Regions from separate parts of the Mus musculus genome. Here regions 1, 3, 4, 5 and 6 are each linked to region 2. The links are chromatin contacts, called in public ChIA-PET, Hi-C and capture Hi-C maps. All regions are on one chromosome and are shown on one strand. Each heading gives the region's core, a stretch centred on a gene start, on an enhancer-like site or on the middle of the called end of the contact. The rest is flanking DNA. Distances are from core to core; before and after follow the strand shown. Region 1 holds the start of Ell (elongation factor RNA polymerase II). Region 2 holds the start of Tssk6 (testis-specific serine kinase 6). Region 3 holds the start of Klhl26 (kelch-like 26). Region 4 holds the start of Il12rb1 (interleukin 12 receptor, beta 1). Region 5 holds the start of Pik3r2 (phosphoinositide-3-kinase regulatory subunit 2). Region 6 holds the start of Crtc1 (CREB regulated transcription coactivator 1).

The links. A called contact is a pair of places that touch in the nucleus more often than the background predicts. ChIA-PET counts read pairs in DNA pulled down with a chosen protein or histone mark. Capture Hi-C pulls out chosen DNA fragments and counts their contacts.
Region 1: a contact with region 2 is called in an RNA polymerase II ChIA-PET map of memory CD8 T cells, with 47 read pairs. The contact joins the promoter of Ell here to the promoter of Tssk6 in region 2. A contact is called at or near these places in 3 of 39 promoter capture datasets (embryonic stem cells, neural stem cells and pre-B cells), 3 of 484 Hi-C or Micro-C datasets (CD4 T cells and regulatory T cells), 2 of 115 datasets of contacts at active chromatin or transcription factors (astrocytes and memory CD8 T cells) and 3 of 9 other capture datasets (adipose tissue, liver and pancreatic islet).
Region 3: an RNA polymerase II ChIA-PET map of memory CD8 T cells shows a contact between it and region 2, with 7 read pairs. The contact joins the promoter of Klhl26 here to the promoter of Tssk6 in region 2. A contact is called at or near these places in 4 of 39 promoter capture datasets (cranial neural crest, frontonasal cranial neural crest and liver), 1 of 484 Hi-C or Micro-C datasets (B cells), 2 of 115 datasets of contacts at active chromatin or transcription factors (astrocytes and memory CD8 T cells) and 1 of 9 other capture datasets (liver).
Region 4: a capture Hi-C map of macrophages shows a contact between it and region 2, with 4 times the contacts expected there. The contact joins the promoter of Il12rb1 here to the promoter of Tssk6 in region 2.
Region 5: a Hi-C map of uterus shows a contact between it and region 2. The contact joins the promoter of Pik3r2 here to the promoter of Tssk6 in region 2. A contact is called at or near these places in 3 of 39 promoter capture datasets (the SN4741 cell line, liver and pre-B cells) and 2 of 484 Hi-C or Micro-C datasets (B cells and uterus).
Region 6: an RNA polymerase II ChIA-PET map of memory CD8 T cells shows a contact between it and region 2, with 30 read pairs. The contact joins the promoter of Crtc1 here to the promoter of Tssk6 in region 2. A contact is called at or near these places in 1 of 39 promoter capture datasets (liver), 1 of 484 Hi-C or Micro-C datasets (embryonic stem cells), 2 of 115 datasets of contacts at active chromatin or transcription factors (T-cell acute lymphoblastic leukemia and memory CD8 T cells) and 1 of 9 other capture datasets (macrophages).

Annotation. Positions count from the first base shown.
Region 1 is chr8:70,537,986-70,542,156 of GRCm38.p6, forward strand. It overlaps Ell (elongation factor RNA polymerase II), which reads left to right and starts at 1,690. Exons shown (of 12, transcript NM_007924.2): 1 at 1,690-1,856. The coding sequence starts at 1,722. It overlaps Gm51534 (a long non-coding RNA gene), which reads right to left and starts at 1,544. Exons shown (of 2, transcript XR_003947400.1): 1 at 1,483-1,544.
Region 2 is chr8:69,900,329-69,904,585 of GRCm38.p6, forward strand. It overlaps Tssk6 (testis-specific serine kinase 6), which reads left to right and starts at 1,856. Exons shown (of 1, transcript NM_032004.2): 1 at 1,856-3,190. The coding sequence starts at 1,980. The coding sequence ends at 2,801. Ndufa13 (NADH:ubiquinone oxidoreductase subunit A13) reads right to left here and starts at 1,692. Exons shown (of 5, transcript NM_001382215.1): 1 at 1,609-1,692; 2 at 1,214-1,404. The coding sequence starts at 1,307.
Region 3 is chr8:70,474,361-70,478,282 of GRCm38.p6, forward strand. It overlaps Klhl26 (kelch-like 26), which reads right to left and starts at 2,583. Exons shown (of 3, transcript NM_178771.3): 1 at 2,490-2,583. The coding sequence starts at 2,545.
Region 4 is chr8:70,805,923-70,810,185 of GRCm38.p6, forward strand. It overlaps Il12rb1 (interleukin 12 receptor, beta 1), which reads left to right and starts at 2,527. Exons shown (of 16, transcript NM_008353.2): 1 at 2,527-2,696; 2 at 3,909-3,968. The coding sequence starts at 2,630.
Region 5 is chr8:70,775,401-70,779,736 of GRCm38.p6, forward strand. Pik3r2 (phosphoinositide-3-kinase regulatory subunit 2) reads right to left here and starts at 1,312. Exons shown (of 16, transcript NM_008841.3): 1 at 1,207-1,312. It overlaps 2010320M18Rik (RIKEN cDNA 2010320M18 gene), which reads left to right and starts at 1,462. Exons shown (of 1, transcript NR_029440.1): 1 at 1,462-2,206. It overlaps Mast3 (microtubule associated serine/threonine kinase 3), which reads right to left. Exons shown (of 26, transcript NM_199308.2): 26 at 2,717-4,336. The coding sequence ends at 4,014.
Region 6 is chr8:70,438,225-70,442,592 of GRCm38.p6, forward strand. Crtc1 (CREB regulated transcription coactivator 1) reads right to left here and starts at 1,349. Exons shown (of 14, transcript NM_001004062.2): 1 at 1,209-1,349. The coding sequence starts at 1,334.

The DNA of each region.
Region 1 (4,171 bases), core at 440-2,939, 640 kb after region 2:
CAAATGAGGACCAGGCTTTCCTTTGATAGAAATATTCTGGAACAGTCAGTGGTGTCGGTTGTGCAACATTGAGTACGTGTTGGATGTTGCGTTAAGAGTTGTTTATTGGAAAACCAGCGCGTGACGTGTGGGATATTCATCCAGTTGTTGAACTTTTAGCATCAGACATAATCAGCACTTCATCCTGTTTCCACAGTTCTTGCCCTGGTTCTGGGGATCCCCCCTATTAGCTGGACCGGGCAAGCCCACGCCCACTTGGTTTATGTAACCACGCCCACCACAAGCCTCAACAGACGCCCACTCCGTCCTGGTGCGAGCAGGCCTGGCACTTGACCCTCTGGAGAGCTGTGCCTAGACTCCACCCAAGGAACGCGGAAAAAAAGCATAAATATCAAGCTGAAAGGCCCAAGTTCAAGTGTTAAGGGTTCATGAGTAACACATGTAGCGGCGAGGTTAGGAGCTTGGAAAGATGGAACCGTCAGCTCTTATACTTATGAGCGGGTGGGGAATAGGCCACGTCGGTCAAGCGGTCAGGGATCTTAAGTCAGTTGGGTGGGAAACCCTTGAAAATTGGTTTTTGAAACGCGGCAGCGGCAACTCCTGAATAACTCAGCTTGCCCAGCGGCTGAGGCTTCTGGGGAGGGCCTCGGGAGCTTGGGGTCTGACTATGTAGCCCAGTGCATGAACTGAAGTAGGGCAGACCCTGCGACTGCGGGGGGCGTATCAGTTGGGCGTTTGGCGGGCAAGCGGTGGTCTGGGAAAATCAGCAAGCACGGGGTGGGGGAGTGGCCACGCCTGCTTCATGAATAATACAGCAAGTCGGTAGGCGGGCTTTACGGGAGTTTGGGGGCGTGGCCAAACGCGGAGCGCTTGGGGAGCAGTTCCTCGGTGACGCAGGGTTCCATGGGCGTTTGGGGGCGTGGCATAGGGCTGGTAGAGGAGGCGGGCTTCAACGCGTGTAGGCGTGGCTAAATATGTTTCTTTAAGGTGATTTTTTTTTCACTGGGGGCGGGGTGGGCTCGCTGCATATGAGTGACCATCTAGATCTGGCTGGCAACTGCGAACAAACGTGTTCGTCGTCGCGGCCTGGCAGTCTACCAACACGTCGGAGATCACGGCCAGTTTCTCATAAATAACACACTCACGCGACAGGTCGCGAGGCTGAGAGGGCTTTGCTGGGTTTGGGATGAGGATGGGTTTCCTGCAGTCTTGGGGTCGAGGCTGCCTTCGTCTCATGAATAATGCAGGAGGAGTCGTCAGGTAGGAGGAGCCTGTCTGTGAACTGGCGCACGCGCATGGGAGTTGTTTGCAAGGGAGGGAAGTTTCTTAGAGAGCTCTGAAGAGCTGTTTTAAGGCTATGACTGGCCTCGCGAGACCCTTAGGGAGTGGCCAGTTGCGCTGTGGTTAGTTTTTGAAGGCGGGTTTGGAGCGCGCGGGAAGGCGTGGCTAACCTCTCTTCTTGAATAATACAGCAAGACTCACAGTCTCCGGTCCCGAGAGCGGGCCTGTAAGTGCTTGGGGGCGTGGCCATCTGTGCGGGCCCGAGGCAAAATGTTCCTCAGCTCTGTCAAAGAAGGCACGCGCGCCCGGAGTGGGGCGTGGCTATGCTGGCCTCATGAATAATGCAGCACGTCGGCGGGCGGCGCGGCGGGGCGGGGCGGGTCAGGCCGGCGTGCGGGCGCAGTCGCTGAGGAGGGGGGCGGGGGAGTGATGGTTGCAAGATGGCGGCGCTGAAGGAGGCTAGGAGTTACGGGTTGTCGTGTGGGCGCGTGAGCGACGGCAGCAGGGTGTCGGTGTTCCACGTGAAGCTCACCGACAGTGCTTTGAAGGCTTTTGAAAGCTACCGGGCCCACCAGGTGAGCTTTGCGGCGTCCTGGCGGGTAGGCTGCGCCGTGGGGAGACACTTGCGGGGACCTGTGGGGGACAAGGCCGCGCGTCCACACCTGGCGATACCTTGACCAGCCCCAGTGACATCCTTCAGGTTGGCTCTACTCTTGTCTCTTTTTTTAAAAATAGGTCCTTTCTATGTAGCTCAGGTTGTCCCTGAACTGACGGCCATCCTCCTGCCTTAGGTTCTTAAGTGCTGGGATGACAGGTGTGTTTGGATCCACTCATAGAAGGGGTAGTTTGACAGAAACTTACTGCCTGGCCCCAGATCCTGCCACTCTTGTAACCCTGTTTCCCTGGATATTTTGGACAAGGCTGTTGTGTTTTTCTCACCGACGGAGGTGGTTGTGTTAGCCATGGGGGCTTCCTCCCCTGGGCACTCAGCAGGAGGCAACTGTAGCCACCACACTTGGTCTCTCCATTTTCCACTCTTCATCTGGGAGAAATTCCAGGCTTTTTGGTACTGCCTCCTGGCTTGGGAGTGGGGTTAGGGATCCTGGCTGTGTCCCTCTTTCCTGTGCCTCACTCTGGGTCACACCTTGATGCCCCACCCAAGCCACGGTATCACCCTGCATCCATCCACTGAGACAGAAGTTGCAGGACCCCAGGGGAAGTGGCTTGAGGGTTCATCTTACTAAAGTGACTGGGGTGTTGAGTCTGTGTCTGGGATGTGTGTTTGCCTGTGCTGGCTCGGGGGGTGTTGACGCGGTCGAGTGAACAGAGAGTAACTAGGAAAGAATGTGGTTTTCTTCCTGCCCAGGACATGTGCTGCACCATTGGCCAAGCCAGGAATTTATTCCCCATTCAGTGATCTGGGGAGCCTACCTCTTCCTGCATGTCTTCCCTTCACTTCTTTGAGCCACTTCCTGCCCGTGCCCGGGTTTTAGTTTTTTCCTTCCTAGAACAGGTTGAATCTCTTTGGAAAAAGTCCTTCTTCCCTTGTCAAAAGGGGCAGAAAGTGCCCCTGCAGGTGAGAAGGAAGAGGTGGTGAGGATTTGGGTGGCAGCCACTGAGTGACCAGCCCAGCCACTCTTCCTGGTTAGAATTCCAACCTGTAGTCTTTCCCCTTGGGCCATTCTGACTAGTCCTGGAGAACCAGGGCTTTTCTCAGAAACAGCTGGGCCAGAGCATGAGTCACTGCTGTCAGGTGAACTTGGTACCTGGTGGCAGTCGCTGGCCCTTGCTCTGCCACCCCTACAGCCTTCTCCAGCACCGCTGTCATACTGTTATTTTTAATTTTGCTGTGCATTACATCCCCTATCGAAGCCTGGTCTTCCTCTTGTGAGGGCACTTGTGGAATTGCAGGCCACTGTGCTCGGGCCCTGAGGAAGCCAGTTGTGTCTAGCTGTTTGACTACCAACCATAAGGGACTCTGTGTCTTGTGGCTGACAGCATTCAGTTTTGGGACAGTCCAAACCTGTGTTTATCTGGAAAGCTGACAGGGCACTTACTGGCAAGGCGACTTTGGAGTGTAATCTGTGGTCAGCATCAGAGCTTCACTCTATCCTAGGCTGCTGTCAAACCCATGACTCTTGACTCTAGGTGCCAAGGTGGCAGGCAGGAACCACCACCAGCCCAGCTTCAGAGACGCATATAGTTTGTTTCTTGGGGTTGTTTTGTTTTGTTTTGTTTTTGTTTTTTTGAGACAGGGTTTCTCTGTACCACCACGGCCCGGCTCTGTTTCTTGTTTTTTAAGTAATCCTGGTTGTCCTGGATCTTGCCAGGTAGAACATACTGGTCTCTAGCTCTCGGAGATCTACCTGCCACCTTTATTAGGTTAAAGGTGTGTGCCACAGCACCTAACTTGGATTTACTCTTACTCTCTGAGTGTGGAGGGGTCTGAGCTGAGACAGTGTTAGCTCTGGTGGCAGGAGAGGACAGGTTTGGAATGGTGAACCAGGGGAAGGGACTTGGAGAAACTTGAGTAACTAGAAAGGCACTGGATATCAGCTGATGCTCACAGGGCCAGCACTACCTCTTGTCCCTGCTTTGAGTTGGTGCCACATTAAAAAGCAACCTGTCCAAGTTAGTCTCTTTTGCTTCTCCAGCAGTTAGGTCTTGAGTCTGCCCGGCACTTGCTTACCACTGAGCAGTGCCACCAGCTCTTTTATGTTTCGTATTTCTAGATGGGGTCTCTCTGTGTAGCCCTGGCTGTCTTGGAACTCGCTCTGTAGACAAGGCTGGTCTGGAACTCAGAGATCTCCCTGCCTCTACCTCTGAATGCTGGGATTAAAGTTGTATGTCACTACTTCCCAGCTACTTGCTTTCATTTATTTATTTTTTG
Region 2 (4,257 bases), core at 606-3,105:
TTGCTTAGTTGAGGCACAGTTTCTATAATATGCACATTAAAGTCTGATGAATTAAAATCTAAAAATCTGAATTTGTAGAAGGTGGAGTTAGCAAACTCAGGTCCTTTGGAAGAGCATCAATGCCCTTAACCACTGTGCCATCTTACAGTCCCTAAGCCCATCTCTCTCTTCTTCTAGGGTGAGATGGGATCATGTAGTCCAGGTTGATCTATGTAGCCCAGGATGACCCTAACCATCAATCCGTTTTGCTTCAGCATCCAAAATGCTGAGATGATGGGTGTGCACCACCAAGTCCTGTTTATGCAGTGCCAGGGGTGCGACCTAGGGCTTTGAAAGGCTAGGCAGGCACTCTACCAATTGGGCCCCAGTTGCTAACTACTGTATTTCTGTAACTCTGAGCACTGACAGTGGGGACTTTAACTTTCTTCATATTCTTTTCCTGTTGAAATCGATAATAAAATTCTAAATGTTACTTAAAACACTTTTAAAAACTTAAAAACACAGCCTGGTGGGCACATGCCTGTCATCCTGGTACTATGAAGGCATAGAGTTGGGGTGTTCATAATTTCAGGCTGGCCTGGGCTCCACGAAAGCCGGTGGGGGTGGGGGCTGGGGGTGGGCAGAGAATGCCAGAAGAGGAACCAGCACTAGGGAGGCTAGAGTTTAAGACTAGCCTTCTATGCTATGTTACAATCAACACACATCTTGCCTTGGGTGGACCTGTCTGTCATCCCAGCAATCCATTGGCAAAGGCAGGGTCGCCACGAGTTTGAGGCCAGCCTGGGCTATATAGTAAGTCCCTATCTGCAAAAAAAAAAAAAAAAAAAAAAAAAAAAAAAAATTTAAAAACATTAAAAAAAAAATACGTATAACGGTGCATACCTATGAGCATAGCCTTCGGAAGTGAAGGCAAGAGATCAGGAGTTCTAGATCAGTCTCTGCTACGGAGTTTGAGGCCAGCCTAAAACAAAACAAAAGCCTCCAAACTCCAGGTTAGTGCTTCTCGCAGGCTTAGTTTCCAGGCCCGTGGAAGCCAGCTGGAAACTAGGGGACATGAACATTCTGGCTTCCGGGATGCTGCACTAGAAAACCAAGATTCCAACTCAGCCTCCGCTCACACTGTGCACTCTGAAGCCCGCAGGCTGCCCTCTCTCGTCTAACCGCATAACAAAAGCCTGGTCTGCGACGAACAGGACGACACTGAGACACTGACCCGACAGTCCCCGGCGGGGCAGGTTCCGCTTGTAGTCGATGGGGCCGTAGCCCCCTGGCGGGGGCATGTCCTGCTTCACCTTCGACGCCGCCATACTTGCAGGACCCGCAACTTCCGGCCACCAGCGGAAGTGAGGCAACGCGCGACCACCATTTTGAGTGTGGCGGAAGTTCCGTCACCCAGGAGGTTCCCTATAATTTGGAAGCGTTACGCTAGCCTTGCTGCGATCCGGAAGTCAGTCCCTCCTCCCTCTGGCCCTAGGCAGGGAGTAACTGTGGTCTGCATCTAGAGCTCTCTCGGGCGTGTTTCTTGCACTAAAAACCTTGGGAGTTCACCTACTTTCTTTCGTGAGCCATGGTAGCCAGGCTCGAGGCAACAGGCTGGTTCCCACCCACCTGAGCACCATCACTTCAGGGAGGGACTTGTCCTGTTCCACATCAGTGGGCAGTCTCCTCGCCAGTGACTTCTCACGAGGAACTGACCATTAAGGGCGATTGAGTCACAAAGCCTAAGAAGGGTTTAGGGAGCCCGCGGGGCGGGGGAGGGAGGGTCCCCGCCCCAAGGCCGAGTGACGCCCGCAGTCACTTCACAAGGCAGAAATTGTTACCCGGGCAATAAAAGTCATCGCGGCTGTAGGGCCTTGGGAGTGGGCACATGGGGGCACGGGGGTGCAGGTGCCAAGCACCATGGGTTAGGCCCGAGATTGGAGTCCGGCCGCCCCCCGACAGCAGCCGCCTCCTGCTCCCCGCGCGCCCCGGGCGCCACCATGTCGGGCGACAAACTCCTGAGCGAACTTGGCTATAAGCTGGGCCGCACGATAGGTGAGGGCAGCTACTCCAAGGTGAAAGTGGCCACCTCCAAGAAGTATAAAGGGACGGTGGCCATCAAGGTGGTGGACCGCCGGCGAGCGCCTCCGGACTTCGTCAACAAGTTCCTGCCTCGAGAGCTGTCCATCCTGCGGGGAGTACGGCACCCGCACATCGTACACGTTTTCGAGTTCATCGAAGTGTGCAATGGGAAGCTGTACATCGTGATGGAGGCAGCAGCCACCGACCTGCTGCAGGCAGTGCAGCGCAACGGGCGCATCCCGGGGTCGCAGGCGCGCGAACTCTTCTCGCAGATCGCGGGCGCCGTGCGCTACCTGCACGACCACCACCTGGTGCACCGCGACCTCAAGTGCGAAAACGTGCTGCTAAGCCCTGACGAGCGCCGCGTCAAGATCACGGATTTCGGTTTCGGCCGCCAGGCGCACGGCTACCCAGACCTGAGCACCACCTACTGCGGCTCGGCCGCGTATGCGTCACCTGAGGTGCTCCTGGGCATCCCCTACGACCCTAAGAAATACGACGTGTGGAGCCTGGGCGTTGTGCTCTACGTCATGGTCACCGGGTGCATGCCCTTCGACGACTCGGACATTGCTGGCCTACCCCGGCGCCAGAAGCGCGGCGTGCTCTACCCTGACGGCCTCGAACTGTCGGAACGATGCAAATCCTTGATCGCCGAGCTGCTACAGTTCAGCCCGTCTGCCCGGCCCTCGGCGGGCCAGGTGGCGCGCAATGGCTGGCTGCGGGCCGGGGACTCCGGCTAGGAGCCGGGGTTCTCGCTGTTCCCGCCGCACCAGGCACAGAGCCAGGGCGGCGCACGCGCGAAGGGCGAGCTTCGGGAAACCCGCGAAGTCGCCGCGCGCCACTGCGCACGCGTCCTGTCCCTTCCCCTTCCCCCACGGCGGCGGCCCTCTGAGGCCTGCTGTTGGGTTCTGATTCCTCCTGCACAAACTGATTGCTGGAGAGCGCATGCGCATCCTCGATTTCTGGCGAGAAGGCCCCGGGAGGGGCGCAAAGAGAAGAGAGAGAAGCATTGCGCCTGCGCAGAATGAGCTGTTGCACGGTGGGTTGCCATGCTACAGAGAAACCGTGGGCCAGCCGTGCACGCTAAGTTCCAGGTTGGAACCTGCAATAAATTCGCTCTTCCTTGCAACTGGGGTTAGCGGTGGAACCTTGTCACTGAGCAGGGGGTGGGAAGTTTTCGGCAACTTAGAGAAAGGCGAGTATGTGGAAATTCTACCTTTAGACCTAAAAACCGGAGTAGGGAGATTCAAATCCTGATTCTTCACGTCCCTAAACTGGATAAATTCCTAAAAGTTCTATAGTCATCCGCCAGGATCTGATGATACTTGAATTGGGATCAGCGGGACTGCCTGTTGGCTGGAACAGCATTTACAGATGTGACACCCACATAGGTGTCAGTTGTGCAGAGACAGGTGTGGATTGTACTCAGGTCTCTGGAAGCCGGGAGTCCTTGGTGATGGTTGTTTTCCCTATGGGAAAAGTTTACAGGGAAAAACCAGACCCATCTACTGATGATCTCTTGATTTGTTGTTGGTGGTGGTGGTGGTGATTTTGTGTGTCAAAGTTAGATCAAATACCTCACTATGCAGCCTAGGCTGGCTTGTAACTTGGATTCTCCTGCCTCCACTTTCCAAGGTGTGCAGTCCAGTTCTGCATGTCTTGAACCAGATATTGGGATTTTGAGAAGCTTCAACCATCCTTGCCTTCAACAAGGATGCAAGTGCAAGCCAAGTAAAAGAAGAGCCGAGATGTGGGGATAATTGTACGTTGTGAGGAACTCCCGTGGGCGGTGGTATCCAGAGACAGACTCAAGCTGGCCTCAGCCCCAGCTCCCCTCTACTCCACAGGTTTCTGGTGCCCTGGAGTTTTTGAATGTGAAAACTTTCCTCATGCTGGGCCCTAACTGCGGCATTGGCAGATGGGGAGACTGAGGCTATAAGAGGGGAGAGGCCTAAAGTCTGGGGCTAGCTGGAGTATGCCAGAGTCGAGAAAAAAACCCACTCCCCTGGCAGTGGGCAGAGGGAGCCAATGGATACAGGCTGTGCTTTGTGTTCCGCACCTGAGAAGTAGGGCTTGGGAAGGCGGGGGCTCAGTAGACTCAGGGTTTGTATTTCTATATTGTCTTTTGAGATTCCAGTACACAAGTTGACTACACCACCCACTTCCCATTGCCCTTCTTCCTAGTGTTGGAGGTAG
Region 3 (3,922 bases), core at 1,333-3,832, 570 kb after region 2:
CGGATACATGGCATATACTCATGGATACATGGCATATACTCACAGACACACAGAGCACCCACGGATACATGGCATATACTCACAGGCACACAGAGCACCCATGAATATATGGCATATACTCACAGACACACCGATACTCACAAATACATTTTTAAAATAAATGTTTAAGACAGGTGTGCTGGCACACACCTTTAGCACCAGCACTCTGGAAGTAGAGGCTCTGTGAGCTCGAGGTCAATCATGTCTACAAAGTGAGTTCTAGGACAGCCAAGGCTATCCAGAGAAACCCCGTCTTGAAATATAAACAAATAAAAAATACATCTTTAAAAAATTTACCCTAGGGGCTGGAGAGATGGCTCAGCAGTTAAGAGCAGACTGCTCTTTCCAGAGGTCCTGAGTCCAAACCCCAGCAACCACATGGTGGCTCACAACCATCCATAATGAGATCTGACACCCTCTTCTGGTGTGTCTGAAGACAGTTACAGTGTACTTAGATATAATAATAAATAAATCTTTTTAAAAAAATTTACCCTAGGGATCTGGTCAGCTGACCCCCCTTTTTTTCTGTTTTTGTTTTTTTTCTTTTTTTGGGGGGGGGGGGCGTTTCAAGACAGGGTTTCTCTGTATAGTCCTGGTTGTCCTGGAACTCACTTTGTAGACCAGGCTAGCCTCAAACACAGAAATCTGCCTGCCTCTGCCTCCCAAGTGCTGGGATTAAAGGCATGTGCCACTACTGGCCTGCCAGCCGTCCCCTTTTATCTGGCTCCTAGGCCCTGCCCACTCATTCCCCAATGACTCCATGATCTACCCCTGTTACAGACCTTCAGTCCTGGGCCACCACTCTGTCATGCCCCAGTGTGCTGCCACTCACTCTTCTGTGGCCAGAGCGCCCAGTTTCTGCAGTTGCCGATGGCCTGTATGGAGTCCCTGGTTTGCTCTGACCTCACTCTGAAGCTTCCAGCTGCTCTGGTAACAGGCAGGGCCAATGCCTCCTCTAGGTGGTAGCAGGGTTTCCCTAATCAGCATCTTCCCTCCAGTCCTAATGCTCAACTCAGATCCACAGGCCACCAGATCTTTCCCTGCCCTCCGGCCTGCCTGAGGGCCAACTTTGTTCGTTATCATTAGGCCCAGTGCCCTTGGCTTCGGTTTATTCCCAAACCATTTACAGACTGAATTTCCTCCTTGATCTCACAAGGGTGGTGGCTGTCTCAGGGCAGGGGTTCCTGGCTCTGGGTTAATGTGAAAATGGAGGGTGTGAGTGCTCCCTAAGAGAGTTCCCTAAGACCGGTAGGTGCTCTTCCCCTGAGACTCCAGATCAATTCACAAAAATGTATTGCAACAGAAAGTTTTTGAGTTCAAGGTTGGCCTATGCTATACAAATCAGTCACTATCTTAAAAATAGGATGGGTAGAGGGCAGGCATATGACCCAGTAGTAGAGTCCTCACCTAGCATGCACCACAGGAATAGAGATGCATGCCTGTCATCTTGATCATTCGGGTTGAGGAAAGATAACCAGCAGTTTGATGTTATCCTCAGCTATATGGCATCTGTGAGACCAGCTATAAGATTCCTTGTCTTGAAAAACCAAAATAAAACAAATATTTAAAAATACTTGCCATCTTTATGCAAATTCCCAAGTTCAAGGAACCCACCTTCAGAGTTGACCAGGAAAAAGGGTGACCTCATTTAACTAAAAGGGGTGAACGTGGACCCAATATCTGAGGGCAAGACCTCCAATTCAAACGTTTAGAGTGAGGGGAGGGGTATTTAAACCCTATGAAGGGTGGAAGGAAGGGGGTCTTAAAGAAAGACCCTATACTCTTGAGTATCTTCTCTCACAGTGCTCAAACTCCACAAATACATCCCGACCTCTCACAGTCCCTGAGACTCCCTGGCCATCATGATGGATCTGCTGGGGCCCCCAAGGTTGCCTCAGTGTCCCCTCACGGCATGCCCAAGTCCCTTGTTCACCTATCAAGCCCCTAGACAATTTTCTGACAAATAGAACCTGTTGAGGTCTCCCAGTGGCCTCAGTGTCTCCCAGACATGTCCAGGCCCCTAGGTGACTGGCCTCAGTGTCTCCCCAGACATGTCCAGGCCCCTAGGTGACTGGCCTCAGTGTCTTCCTCAGACATGTCCAGGCTCCTAGGTGACTGGCCTCAGTGTTCCCCTCCAGACATGCCTAGGCCTCTTGTTCCCTGCCATCAGGACCTGTGGAGGTAACCAGGTGGTCTCAGTGCTCCCTTCACGAACGCCTCGGCTCCCTCCCGGGCCCCAGGGTCCTTGTGGAGCTTCCCACGTCACCTTCCCCGAACCCCTTCAGCCCCGGGCTCGCAGCTCCCAGGAAGCCGGGCCTCAGCCTGCCCTCAGGCCTACGCCATAGCTCAGGACCTTAACGACAGGGACTCGGAACGTCCACGCCCCCGGCGGCCCCGGGTCGGCCCCGCCCGAGCCAAGTGGTGCATGCCAACAGAGGCGTAGGACTCACCTGCTCGGGCGCTCGGGGCTCTGACTAGAGCCGCTGCTGCCACCGGACTCCGCCATCTTCCGCCGCGCGCCCGAGCGATGGGGCGGCGCGCTGATCGGGAGATCGGGGCCCGGGGCAGCGGGCGGAGCCGCTGAGAAGGAGGGAGGGACTCGAGTGGTGGGCGGAGCTTGGGATCAGGGGCGGGGCCTGAGGAGAGCAGGTCGGAGAAGAACATCGAGTAAGGCCAAAGAAAGTGAGGGGGAGGAGCCTGAAAGACCAGGGGCCAAAGAGGTAGGCGGGGATTGGGGCGGAGCCTTGAAGAGAAGTGGCGCTTAAAACCCTGGAGGCGTGCAATAAGAATTATAAGCATGGCCTAAGAGCGGACCTAAGGAAGATAGTACCTGAAGTGGGGGTAAGGGTTGAAGACGTCATGGCCCTCAGAAGGGAGGGGTCTGAGAAAGGTGATTCAAGCAGGACATGACCTAAAGAGGGGCGGGGCCTATGTAAAGGAGGGAAGAGACCTGTGGAAGAAAAGTTCTGTGGGAGAAAAGGTTGGCTCCAAGGTATGGTAGGGCCTGAGTTTGGAGAGGGGCGAGTCTTGGCTGTGGAGAGAGTGGCTGGAAGGCCTATGCGGGAAATGGAACCATGTTACTTCCCAACATAACCAGGAAGGGGAAGGCGGCCTGAGGGTCATTCTTGGTGTTAGATATATGCTGGACCAGAAGAAAAGTGGAGGAAGACTGGAGCCGCCCCTAGAGGAGGGAAGGAGCCCAGGATGATGATGGGAAGTGTCTAGCCCGAGAGGGGCGTGGTTAGCGGAGGGGTGAGGCAAAGGGTAGGTTGGGAGGGTCTTTTAATTAAGAGCAGAACTGCTGGGAACATATGCCTGGGATGGGAAGAGGGCCGAATCCACGTTCGGGAGGTGCCTGGGCGGGGCCAGGGCTGGGAGAAGGATCGGGACTTGGGCGGGGCTCATCATAATGAGGGGGCGGGTCTGGACTGCAAGAATGGGAGGGTTGGGGAAGAGCCTTGGTAGGAGATGTGGAACCTAAGTTGTGAAGGTCGTGCCATGAAGGGCGGGGCAAACAAGGTGTGGGCTAGGCGGCGCACAGATGTGGGCGTGGCTTATCTTTGGCAGAAGCGGGATGGCTCAGATGGCATGTTCTGATGAGTGAGGGAACAAAAGTCCCTGAGTGCACAGACCCTCTTCACTAGCATCCTGCCCCGAGCCATATCCCTTTCCCAGCCTGAACCCAACCCAACCCTCTGACTTCCAACCCTTTGCTTCAGCGTTTTCAGCATATAGTAAGCTCAGAACCTCCTACCTCAGGGCCCAATGCCACTCTCAAATCCCCATCCCTTCTGTATCTGCCCTCATACTCTAGCTCCCATTCCCGAAATCCCTGCCCACAGAGACACAAGCCAGCCTCCACACCCTCTACCTCAAGCACGCT
Region 4 (4,263 bases), core at 1,277-3,776, 910 kb after region 2:
TCCCAGGGCCATATGGTATCTGTGTGTTTTCAAGGTAGAGGAAGTGCCAGTTGGTTTCCCAAAGCGCCTGCCGGCCAAACAGATGTCAAAAAAGTGAGTAATTCTGTGGGGCAGGCAGGCTGGAGTCTGGCTGAAAACCCATGTGCAAAAAACTCAAACTGCATGCAGCCTTTGCTCTCGTGTGCTGGCTGGGGCCTGACAGCTCCAAGAACCAGAGCTCCTGACCTCTTATGAGCAATTCTCCTGCCGTGGTCAGGCAGCAGGATCAAGGTCCACCTGAGGTACATCAGACCCTGTGTTAACAACCCAAATATAAAGACATAAATGCCTTTGAACAGTATAGCTGATTTTCTAAATGTTTTTATGGGAGTTGGTCAGCAGTTAGAGCATCGGCAGGTCCCAGTGCCCCCATGGCAGCTCACAATCCTCTGTTCCAGTGGATCTAGCACCTCTTCTGGCAGCCACCATGCACACGTGTAGTGCACAGACATACATGCAGGCAGCCACCACACACATTAAATAAGAATAAAATCTTTTAAATTGTTCTTATTGATAACTGGTGCCCGTATGCTTGTTAATGAACAAAGTTTGTTCCTTGAAAACTCCTATTCAGTCTTCAACACCCTCTCTGAATGCTGTTTCAGGGCTTCAGAGTCTCTTGGGCACAGAAAGGGAAGGTCACTCCCTTGACTGGGCCACCAGCAGCAGAAGCCGAGACCATAGGGACATTCAGTGGTTTCTTCTGCTATGGTTTCCGGGGCCCTTGTGACCTATTCCTTCCTGCTCCCCGCCCCCATGTGTGTAATGTTCCTGAAAGTGGGGCACTCTGGGCACTTAGCTATCTATACTGAGCTTTCAAAGGAGCCTGTGGGTGGGGGAGGAAGACACGTGTGAGTGCCCCACAATGTGACCTCAATAAGGGGAAACTCAGCACCCCAGTGTGCTTGGGATCTCCTCCCCACCTCACACACCCTCCATGGCTCCCTAGGTCCTTCCTAGCTAGGCAGGCCCCCCAGCCTGGCACTTGAAGAAGCTTGAGGCCATGGTCTTGCTGCCACCAAGCACCGACTATAGCTGCCTGGCTGCCATTCACCCAGCCCGGCCTCCTTCACATGCAGCTTGTTGGGGGAAACAGAGACAGATACATGTATTTGTGTGAAGGCAATGGTGGCAGAATGTGGACAGCTCCCAAAGAACCAAGTTTGGCCCCCGTGATGCTGAATCACTCCATCTCTTTGCCTCCAACTGGGGCCCCTGGACTCAGTTTCTTTATCTGTGATGTGGAGTCAGCCATAGCAGTCTTTCTGAGAGCAGGCCATTTTAAGACAATGGTGGGGGCAGGGTGCAGGTCAAACTCATGCTATACTCTTCCACGACCTAGAATGTTCTGAATGGCCTAGAACTCACAGCAGTACCCCTGCCTCAGCCTTCCAGGTAAGTGCTTGGATGGCAGGTTTGTGTTACTGCACCTGGCTTTCCCTGTGTGTCTATTCCATCTCCCTGACTCCATCCCTCCCCCAGCCCCTGGTCCCTCCCTGTGAGCACCAGGGAGCCAGTCTGTGTGGGTCACACGGGTGGAGTGTGCCAGGGCAGAGACACAGCCTCATTGTCCCAGAGCTGCTGACCTCATAGCCTTCAGGACACTTGACCCTGGGCCAGGCTGAGCCAGCTGTCCTGAGAACATAGCCCCTGCTCCAAGCTGCCCTCCCCCCAAAAGAGCACCATGAACTCATCTGTATAGGCCTCAGTTTCCCCTTATGCCCAACCCACAAAAGATTATCATCTGTGTGAGCCCTGGAACTTTTAATTTGAGACAGGGTTTCTCTGTGTAGCCCTGGCTGTCCTGGAATTCACTCTGTAGACCAGGTTGGCTTCAAACTCAAGAGATCTGTCTGCCTCTGCCTCCTGAGTGCTGAGATTAAAGGTGTGGACCATCACCACCGTGCTTTGATAACATCTTTTTTTTTCTCTCCTCCCCTGATGACATGTTTAAAGAACGGTCATACCACTTAATTTTTTCTTTCTCTCTCTTTCTTTCTTCCCTTCTTTCTTCCTTTTGTCTATATAGTACAGGCTGCCCACAAAAATCATGGCCATCCCTTATCTCAACCTCCCTGTACTAGAAAATGGACTTTAAAATGCAACCTGCAGGTGGGGGCTCAGTTTCTAGAGCATCTATCTGCACAGCATGCAGGAAGCTCTGGGCTCCATCCCCAGTCCCCGTTGGATCAGGAGAGGTGTGATACACACCTGTCATCTCAGCACTAGGGATGTGAGGGCAGGAGTTCAAGGCCAGCCTCAGCCACAGAGTAAATTTAAGTTCATCCTGAGCTACAGGAAACCCTGTCCCCACCCCCCACCCACCCCCCAAAAAAAACCCTCCAAGAGATTTCTAGGCTTACTCACCCCAAGGTGGGTTTGTAGTGCAGAGGGGCCCCCACCTTTGGGCTGACTTCCTGGCTTTTGCTTTCACTTTGACTGGCCTGGAGACAATGAGTTTTTCTTTCTTTTCTTCTCCCCCTCTTCACTTTCTTTCTCTCTCAGTGTCAGTGTGTTTCTGAGCGTGGACAAGGCGGCTGGGCCCCTTCAGCCCTGCAGAAGTTCCTGGGGCCTCACGACTCGGCTCCTCATGGACATGATGGGGCTGGCAGGGACCAGCAAACACATCACCTTCCTCCTGCTTTGCCAGCTAGGCGGTGAGTCCCCACCAATCCTTGCACCACTCTCCTGGGTAGGGAGGGGTCCCTGGCAGCCTACAGGCTCCATGGCCTGGTGGTTTCTGAGGCCGTCTTCCTCTTTGTCCTTGTGGCCTTGGATCTAACTTAAGTCCGGGTTTGAGTTTCCCCTCTCAGAGGAGTCTGACCCATTCCAATCTCCCATCTTCTTAAACAAGAAAAGCTCAAGGGATGGCAGACACATGGAAGATTGCATGTTCTGCACACAGCTTGCCATAGACTCTCATACATGGGATATGCACAGGCCGTGCCTATCAGGACAACGCCTGGACCAGGCTGAGAAGGGCCGGGGCCCCGTGGATCCACCTCAGTCATGGCTGCTGTGTGACTCTGGGCAAATTCTATGCCTCTCTATGCCTCTCTATTCCTCTGTAGGCCAGGCATCTGTAGCTTGTTGGCTCCAGGGATAGCAGTCAGGATTGCCCCAGCAAAAGAGCTGCAGGCCTTTGGAGGATACCATGTGCTACTCATAGCAAGAGGCAAGGGCCCCTCCTACAGAGGGCTACCATCCTAGAACCTGAGGCGGCAGAGAGGGAAGCATGACTTCAGGCTGCAGGGCTGGGGTCACCAGGGGAGGGAAGAAGACCCTCACCTTAGAATCCAAAAGGCCAATTTCACCGGACAATCTTGACATGCTTCCAGTTAGGCTGGCGTCCTTGCCTGGTGTGTCTACACTCTGTGTCTACATAGGCTTCTAGGGAGACCCTGGTGCTGGAACACCTCAGTGGAATCCCCACAGGACATCACCATCCCCCGGGGACTGTTATTGCCCCTGACTACCAGGATCGTGCACTTGTGGGGCTGTTACCCTCCTCAGCAGCTTGCTTTTCTAGGGCAAATGTGCTGCCCCACCCCCCTTCCTGTGTGTGCCCTTGGCAGTCACAGAGGGACCCATGGGCCACCTGGGGGAGGGATGACGGCTGAGAGAGGACGGACTGATGGACAATGGGTGGGTAGACAGGTTGGGTGAGAATGAGCGTTTGAGTGGGTGGGTGGATTTTTGGGGTGTGGGGTGGGTGAATTGGGTGGGTTGGTAGGGGTGTGGGCGAGGGATGTGTGGGTCTGCAGGCTGCTGTGCTGATAGCAAACAGACACAGACGGACTCGGGGGTGGGCAAGCTGATGTTCGCTCCTGTGCTCTCCCAGGCTCACAGGACTCACGCTTGTCTTTCAGCCTCAGGCCCAGGTGATGGCTGCTGCGTTGAGAAGACATCGTTCCCAGAGGGAGCCTCAGGTCCGACACAGGTCCTCCCAGGCTGAGAGCCACACCACACTCTGCCTCATGTTACCCCATGTGTGTCCCTCCTTCCCAGCCCCTGCACGACTGGACCCTGCTGGTCCCTTTCAGGCACTCATGAACATAGGTCGCCTTGGCCCCTCCTCCTTTGCAGCCTGGTCTCAGGGTTTAAGCACCTGTTATTTAGATGGGCCAGTGTTTGGGACAATTACCAGCTACATATTTGCACTCAGTCCCTAAGGGAAGTATTTATATTTCTTAACAAATACCACAAAAGAACCCCAAGAAACAG
Region 5 (4,336 bases), core at 62-2,561, 870 kb after region 2:
GACCTTGGGGCTGGCCCCTGTCCCACTACTGATTAGTCTCCCCATCCGAGAGGCCACACTGACAGCCTTTCTTCGGGGTGCTGGGAGCTGAATGCTTTGCTGTCCCCACTAGGGTTGTGGGAACTGAAGTTCAGAGCTCTCTGAAGAACCCCACTCATCAGGAGGAAGCCAACCACAGATGCACCCAAGTTCAAGGCAGGAACAAAGACAGTGACCACATGGCCAGTTAGACTTGGGGTTATTGGGGAACCCCAAGAAGGGGTTGAACACCTGAGCAGTGGACATGGCCTATCAAGAGCTGTGGCCTGGGTGGGCATCCAAGGAAACAGAAGCCTTGGTTCCTGCAGGGGAGGTTGAGACAGGGTGCAGGGGTGTCCCCAGCTTGCCTTAGCCTGGGGCTCTCTGGTGATGCAAGAGAGGGGAGGTGTCAAGAAGAACCATGGTCACCTTAGTGCCACAGTAGGATGGGGACAGGAGCTGGACACCCCACATTGGGTCCTAGCCTGGGTCCCCATTCCAGCCTGCAGTTGGGTCTTCTGTGCATCCTCCTGGGGGAGCAAGGCTGACAGGTCCTCGTATAGGGACAGGGCAATGCATAGACAGACCGGTTCCTGCAAAGGCCCGATGGTGGAAGACGCCTGTCTAGGATGCAGAGGCTTTCAGAAAGAAGCCATGAAAAAGGCGTTTAGCGTGCCAAGGGGAGGGTCTGGGCTTCATCCCCAGATCTCGGGGACCCGGTGCAGGTGTCCTAGAGGGACTTAAGGCTTTGTGGTCCAGGGTATCCGGTGTGACTCACTGTCCGGCCTCTTGTGGCCTGCATGTTATAGGTAGGGAAACTGAGGGTCGGAGAGGCCTCTCCTAAGAAAGCCACCCGTCTGCCCGCCCCCGTGCCGAGCACGTCTGCACACCATGGGGGGAGGGTATCGCGGAACCCCCAATGCAAAAGGAGGGGCCTACGATGCACGCATAGTCTGTGTGCTCACACAGACGGGCCCCTAGACCCTCGTGCACCCCGAAGACCCCTGGACGACGGAAGTGGCCGGATCCGGGGTCGTGTCCCGCTCTCCGCCCCGTTGCGGGCGGGGACCTCCCGGCCTTAGAGACCCTGTCTCTACCCCGCAGGCTGCACAGCCCCACGCTCAGCTCGGAGCCCGGTTTTGTGCGGCTCCTTCTCTCCTCGGGTCCTCCCCACCACCATCGACTCACCCACTCCGGCCGCCGTCGCCACCACCACGACCGCCGCCGCCGTCGCCGCAGCCGCGGGATCCCTGCGTCAGCCACCGTCGCCGCGGTTCCAAGCCTTCGGGCCCGCCCCCAGGCGGAAATAGCCGAGCGCACTCGGGTCGGGAGGGCGGGCCTTTCCCCCCACACGAGGCGGAGCCCGAAGACCGAGGCACGCGGGCAAGCCTCCGGAAGCTGCCGAGTGTGCTCCCGCGGGAATGGGAGGCTGGGCTTTGCCACGAGACAGCCGAGGCTGGTCGGAGACAGCCGAGCACGGCCGTCGGAGGCTCACGAAAACACTAGAAAGCGGAAGGGTCGGGAACGCATTCGGTCCGAAGCTGGGCTCGGTGGACTTGGGACTCTGAGATACCCGAGCCATTCCGGAAGCAGCAGAACGTGCCATAACAGGGGTTTGTTTGTGTTTTTTACGAAGTCGTGAACCTGCCAGACCGCGGAATGTGTCTGGGAGGAACCGAACGACCTCAACTCCAGGCCTTGGGAGTTGACTCGGAGGCCGCCGATAGCTTCCGGAAATTGCCGAAGGTCCACTGGACGAGCTCGGCAGCTGTACCCTCAATGGAGAGCCGCTGGTGGAAGGAATGGAAGGCGAAGGCACTGCCATGACAACCCTAGGCGTCCGGAAACAGCCGAAGTGTCTCCGGCCCAACACGCGCGAGAATGCGGCTTATCAGCGTCCGGAAGCGAGATTGTTTCCGGAAATACGGACAGACTCTGGCGAGACGGAGAGAACCAGAAGTTGCCGAGCTTGTTCGGCTGATTTCCGAGGGATTCATTTATCTATTTTAGCTCACCGCAAAGACTAGGGTAGAAAATTGGGACGGAGGGGTTGCAGCGAGAGTTCGGCAGTTAAGCATGCTCACTGCTCTTGCACAGGATCCAGGTTCAGTAAATTACAGCCGCGTATAACCCGACTGGAATTAAAAGCAAGAGCTATGACGCCCAGCGTTTTGGATTTTTCCTTTTTAAGATTTTGTGTTTTTCTTCATGTTCAACTGTGCGCCTTGTGAGTACCTGGTGTCTGTGGAAGTTAGAAGAGACATCGGATGCTCTAGAACTTGAGTTACGGCTGTGAGCTGCCATGTAGGTGCTGGGAATACAACCTGGGTCCTCTAGAAGAGCAGCCAGTGCTTTTAATCATTGATTCCTTTGGCTTTATTATTTGAAACAGGGTCTTGTTATTAGCCCAGGCTGTATCTGAACTCATGATCCTTCTGCTTCGTGCCTCCCCACGCCCCCACCTCCAAGTGTTAGGATTACATGTGTATACAGCCATGCCTGGAAACACTTCATTTTAGAGATGAGATTTTGCCCTATTGCCCTAGCCAGGATCCCAGCCTGCTAGGTAGCTGGGATGCAGGCTGGCTTGGATTAAGTGTTTAACCAAACCCCTATACAGCCAACAAAACTCACTTAGATGATATCGAGCCATCAGTTTTTCCCTACCCCCAGCCACTCACAAATGCACACACCAGTATCAGATGTCTTCATGGGACTTTATTTGATGCCAGCTCCAAGATGGGTAGAGGGCTACTCATGCACAGCCTTGGTCTCCCTTCCAGCAGAAGGTACTGGCTGCGAGTCAGGGAGGTGCAGAGGGTTTGAGTGCCTGCGAATTCCCCTCGTGGAGTGTGTAGAGCTGCACCACTGGCAACCTACTACATGGCTGCTAGATCACACAGCATGGGAGTCTGGGCTCCCCCATGGCCATGCTCACAGTAGGGCTAGGAGAGCCTGTCCTGGGCTGCCACTCTTACTGGACCATTGTGGGACATGCCTCTGGCCTTAGGAACCTCAGCTTCTTGGATCACACAAAGCTGGGGGGAATTCAGGTGTGCTCAGTGCACATGAAGTGTGCAAGTCACTGGGGTTAGTCCTGTAAAGAGGCACAGAATGGGAAAGACACTCCTCTAGAATTACACAGCATAGCTGGGGTCCACACTCGGTCCTCTGGCACTCACCATGCTGGGCCTCGTGCACATGGGCATAGACTTTGTGGTGCAGGGGTTGGTGGTCAGGCATGGTCCTCACTTGGGACAAGTGCTTTGTCCCACCCTGCAGTGGACACCTTCCCCACCTTGATGGCCCTTAGGTCTGTCAGTTACTTCCTGCAAGGTATATGGGCTATTCTGCCTCAAACCAGAGCATTCCTCATCCCCCAAGTCCTTTGTTCCCATACTTCCCCTAAACTGAAGCATGCAGGATCACAGGCAGAGTGGAGTAAGGACAGTCTGAGGAGAGCTATTCAGACACAGAAGGTAGTCTTCAGAGTATAGCCTGCCACAGAATTGGTGATCCGCCTGCTTTAGGGTGCAGCTTCCAAATTCTGTCAAAACTCAGTAGGGACCAGCTTTTGTGTGCCTTCAAGTGGGTCTTGGGTTGGGAATGGGATGGACATACACATACACACACACACACACACACACACACACACACACACACACACACACACACACACACGGAAAGGACAAACTAGAAAACACAGAAGTTGCCCAAAGTGCTTTGCCTTGACCCAGAGAACAGGGTCTGTAGGCTGTGCTCCAGGGGCCAAGGACAAGACAGCCGAGTCCACCAGGCGGGCCAGCCTGGCTATTGCTTATAAAAAGTAATAAATTAGTCGCGAGGGCTTGCTATTTACAAGTCACTGGCACCCCCATCCCAGCCCTTCCTGGGAAGGGGGCACCCTCGGCCGAGTCCCAGGCTGATAGCTGCACCCCATCTAGGTGTGACTTGGTGAAGATGATAGCTGCATAAGGAACTGCAGCCAGAGGTGGTCAGTCTTTCCTGGCATGTCCTGGGGTTCCAGGTGTGGCCTCTGCACCCTGCACAGCGATCTTCGGCACCCCGCGAGGCGGCCCAGGCTCCTCATCGAAGCTCACCTCCTGCACTGCCTCCTGCTTCTTGAAGGAATCCCGACGCTCTGATAGATGCAGCCTCCTCATGACGACCAGCTCAGCCTCGGCCCCCCGGGCGCGCCGGCCTCCATCCCCATCCAGCCTCTCACTGGTGCCTAGGCCCAGCTTGTCGGCTGACTGGCCCCTACGCAGCCTAGGAGACCGGGCGGGTATGGGGATGTGCCCCGGAAGGGGGGATGGTG
Region 6 (4,368 bases), core at 99-2,598, 540 kb after region 2:
AATACACTGAGGGAGAACATGCCCCCCTTCACCCCCCTCCCCCGCCCCGAGGGCTTTGGGGACAGAGTCTGATTGAAAGTGAGAAAACCACCACATTCAATCACTCACTTTCGCCTACGATGCCACAATCTTGGAGAAACAAGCAACTGACTATAAGATTACCTGACCCAAAGGTGCCCACTGATGAATCCAAGCCTCATGTAAGTACCCCTGGCAGGTCACATGGGACTCAGAACCCAGGTCTGAGGGTGTGCAGAACATGCCACACACCAGCATCACCTCCTTCACCCTTGAGGAAAGTCTGATGACACACACTTGACATGGAAGGATAAGGCTCCGCATCCACTCCACTTGGCCAAGAACCTAGCAAGGCCAGCTATGCCTGTCAAATGGCCCAGCCACCCAGTCTGTTGGCAGCTGTTCCCTGTCATGCATGGGAACCAAGCAGCCACCTCTATGCTGACTCCAAACATGGAGGAGGGATATCCTCAGCTATCCAGGAGGGATAACATCTCCTTCACGGCAGAAGTAGGAGTACCAAGGAAGGCACAGGTGACAATGATACAGTATCACCTCCTCCTCAGGTGCCAATGGAGTGACAACTGTGCCCTCAAATAACGATGAAAGGACCCCTTTCCTTTAGGTAACAATGAAGGGTGACAACCGTCCACTCAGGTAGCATTAATGGAGACCTGTCCACTCAAGTAGCATAAAGGGTGACAACTATCCCCTCAAGGTAGCAACAATGGGGCCACTTATCCACACAGATAACACTAAGGGAACAACTCTCCCTGAAGGTAGCAAAGATGGTGGCACCTATCCCACCAGGTAGCAATGAAGGGTGACACCTGCCCCACCAGGTAGCAATGAAGGGTGACACCTGCCCCCTCAGGTAGCAATGATGGAGTCGTAGGTCCTACGAGGTAGCAATGATGCAGTCCCTGTACCATCAGGTAGCAATCAGGGGGGTGACACGTGTCCATTCTGATAGCTATGATGATGGCACATGTCCCCTCAGACAACAATAATAGATGACACCAGTCCACTCAGGTAGCTGCGATGGGACCACCTGTCAAGTCCAAAGAGCAATCTCGCGAGCAGCCGCTCAGCGCTGTGGCGGCGTGGGGACACCTGCGGCGGCCGCAGCCCCGCCCCCGCGTCTCTTCCTCCTCCCCTCCCTCCTCCCCTCCCCTCCCCCGCGCTCTCACCCGCGCGGCCCGCGTCAGGCTCAGGTCCTTCATGACCTCCTCGAAGGCCGCCGTCTCCTCCGCCTGCTTCTGGTTGTGCAGTGCGATCTTCTCGCTAAATTTCCGCGGATTGTTCGAAGTCGCCATCTTCTCGCCGCCTCCTCCTACTCCTACTCCTCCTCCACCTCCTGGCCCCCCCCACTCTCGGGAGCCACCGCGCAGGCGCCGGCCGGGCCCACGGCCGGAGAGAACGCGCAGGCGCAAGCACGGCCCAGAGCGTGGCGCCGGCGCGCGGGAGAGGCGTGTGGCGTTGGGGTGAACACGCCTGCGCGTGCCTGGGCAACGCGTCGGGAGCCTGGGAGGGGCGTGCCTACGCAGGCGCACTGCAGTGCGCGTGGTTCGCTGGACAGCGGTCCGGGTCCTGTCCCATCAGCGAGGGACTTGAGTGGCAGAGGACACGGCAGAACTGATGCCTGCATTCACTGGACTCCAGCATTCGCTGAGGACTTGTTGGCGCGCCTGCTGTATTCCAGGGCACAGGCATGAACAGAGTGGGCCCTGGGCTACACAGCCGGGGAAGGGAGCAGACTTCCTACCAGGAATTGAGCAGGGGTCCCAAAGTACAGTTCCTGGGCAGAGCCTGACTTGGCACACAGAAGCCGGGGTTCGGTCCCCAGCAATACACACACACACACACACACACACACACACACACACACACACACACACCACACTTATAATAAAGTTTCAAATGGGAGAAATGTGCTGCGCCTTCTAAGAAAAAAGACAGTACTGGCCATGATGGTACGACCAGCTGGAGCCAAGGGGATGGGGAATTCAAGCCACCCTTACCTGTAGAGTGAGTTCAAACCAGCCTGTGACACAGGACACGGAGAAAAAAAGACAAATGGGGGGGGGCTCTCTGGAAAGATGGAAAGATTGCTCAGAGACTAAGGGCACCTGCTGTCCTCGAGAAAGACCTGACTTTGTGATCCCATGGAATAGCTCATATGCCCTTGCAACTAAGGTTCTAGAAATCCAACGCCCTCTTCTGGCCTTGGCAAGAAGTTAAATATACACATAGCATGTGCACACACACACACACACACACACACACACACACACAGAGATACATAGATAAATGTTTTAAATTTAAAAATATTGCCAGGCAGTGGTGGCACACACCTTTAATCCCAGTATTCAGGAGGCAGAGGCAGGCAGACTTCTGAGTTCCAGGCCAGCCTAGTCTACAGAGTGAGTTCCAGGACAGCCAGGACTACAGAGAAACCCTGTCTTGAAAAAAAAGAAAGAAAGAAAAATTAGAGAGCTAAGGTCAGGCATAGTGGCACGTGCCTTTAATCCCAGCAGAGGCAGGCAGTTCTCTTTGAGTTCAAGGCCAGCCTGGTCTACAAAGCGATTACCCAGTCAGGGCTACACAGAGAAACCCTGCCTCAGAAAAAAAAAAAAGAAAAGAAAAGCAAGCAATAAATAAATAAAAACAAATAGAGCTAGAGAGAAGGCTCCGTTATGCTAGCATTTGCTGTACAGGCACACACATTAAAGTTTGGCGTGGCCATTGAGTGCTGCAGATAGGGGACTGGCCAATCACTCTACTGAAAGGGGAGCCTCACGTTCCATTCAGTGGGATGCTCTGCTTCACATGAAGAAGTAGAAGGGATCAGAAAAAGGCACACATGTCTGTGGCACACATGCACACACACACACATGCTGTGCTGAAGGAGACTGTATGAAACCCAGACCACACAGAGGAAAACAGAGCCTCAAGGTGGTAAGACTTTGAACTGTGTGAAGCTGGAGACACAGGCCTTTCCGCTACTGGGGCCATTGTGTCCTTCCAAATTTACTTAGGTCCATCTTTCCTACCTGGCAATGCCTGAGACCACCATCTCTGCCAGGAAGAGGGGAGATGGGACACACTTCTGTCTACCAGCTAGTTCTCACTATTGTCCTGAGAGGTCAAAGGCACAGACAAAGCCTACAGCTGCCTGGAAGGGGGACCCCTGGCTATAATTGGGCTCTGACTGTGATCCTGGCTGTCTCCCATGGCTTTAGAAGGCTTTAGTGAAATTAATGTGCATTGATAAACACCAGCTGTCTCTGCCATTTACTCTGGTCTGAAGGGAACCCATCACAGACACAGGAGAACAGAGCAGACATGGGCTGGGAGGGAGTAGAGGTCAGCAGGTAACCACCTGGGGGCTGTGTCCTCACTCCATTCACCCCACAGCCTTGGCTGTAACTTATCAGTCCTATCCCCCAGAGTGGTGGAACAATGGCCTGACGACGACTGGATCCATTGGTCACTGCCTCCCAGGATGGATGAGGGAGATATGGAGAGAATCATACACCCAGGTGTCCCCCTCCCTTATTTCCTCACACTTGTCATGCCAGCATTGGGGAAACTGAGGCAGAAGGATTGAACGTTCCCAGGCAGGGTCTGGAGAGATGGCTCAGTAGGAAGTGTGGTAGTCTGAATACAAATGGCTCCTGTAGGGGCTGGAGAGATGGTTAAGATGGAGCAGTGGTTAAGAGCACTCACTGCTCTTCCAGAGGTCCTGAGTTCAAATCGCAGCAACCACATGGTGGCTCACAACCATCTGTAACAAGACCTGATTCCGTCTCTGGTGTCTGAAGACAGCTACAGTGTACTTACATATAATAAATAAAATAAATCTTTAAAAAAAAAAAACAACCAAATGGCTCCTGTAGGCACATATTAACAGGTAGTGGCACTACTTAGGCAGGACTGGGAGATGTGGCCTTGTTAGAGTATCACTAAGGGTGGCTTTGGGGTTTCAAACACTCAAGCCAGGCCCAGTGTCTTTCTTCCTGCTGTCTATGGATCAATGTAGAACTCCCAGCTCCTTCTCCAGCACCATGTCTGCCTGCATGCTGTCATGCTCCCACCATGACGATCATGGACTAAACCTTTGAAACTGTAAGCCAGCCCTAATTAAATGTTTTCTTTGTAAGAGTTGCCTCTTCACAGCAATAGAACAGTGACTAAGGCAGTTGGTAATTGGGTTTGAATCTCATCTTCCACACAGCAGCTCATAACCATTTGCAGCTGCAGCTCTAGTTACAGAGGATCCAACACCCTCTTCTTCTCCCTATTCTTCTTCCTCTTCTTCTTCTCCAGCCCCAACACCCTCTTCTGGCC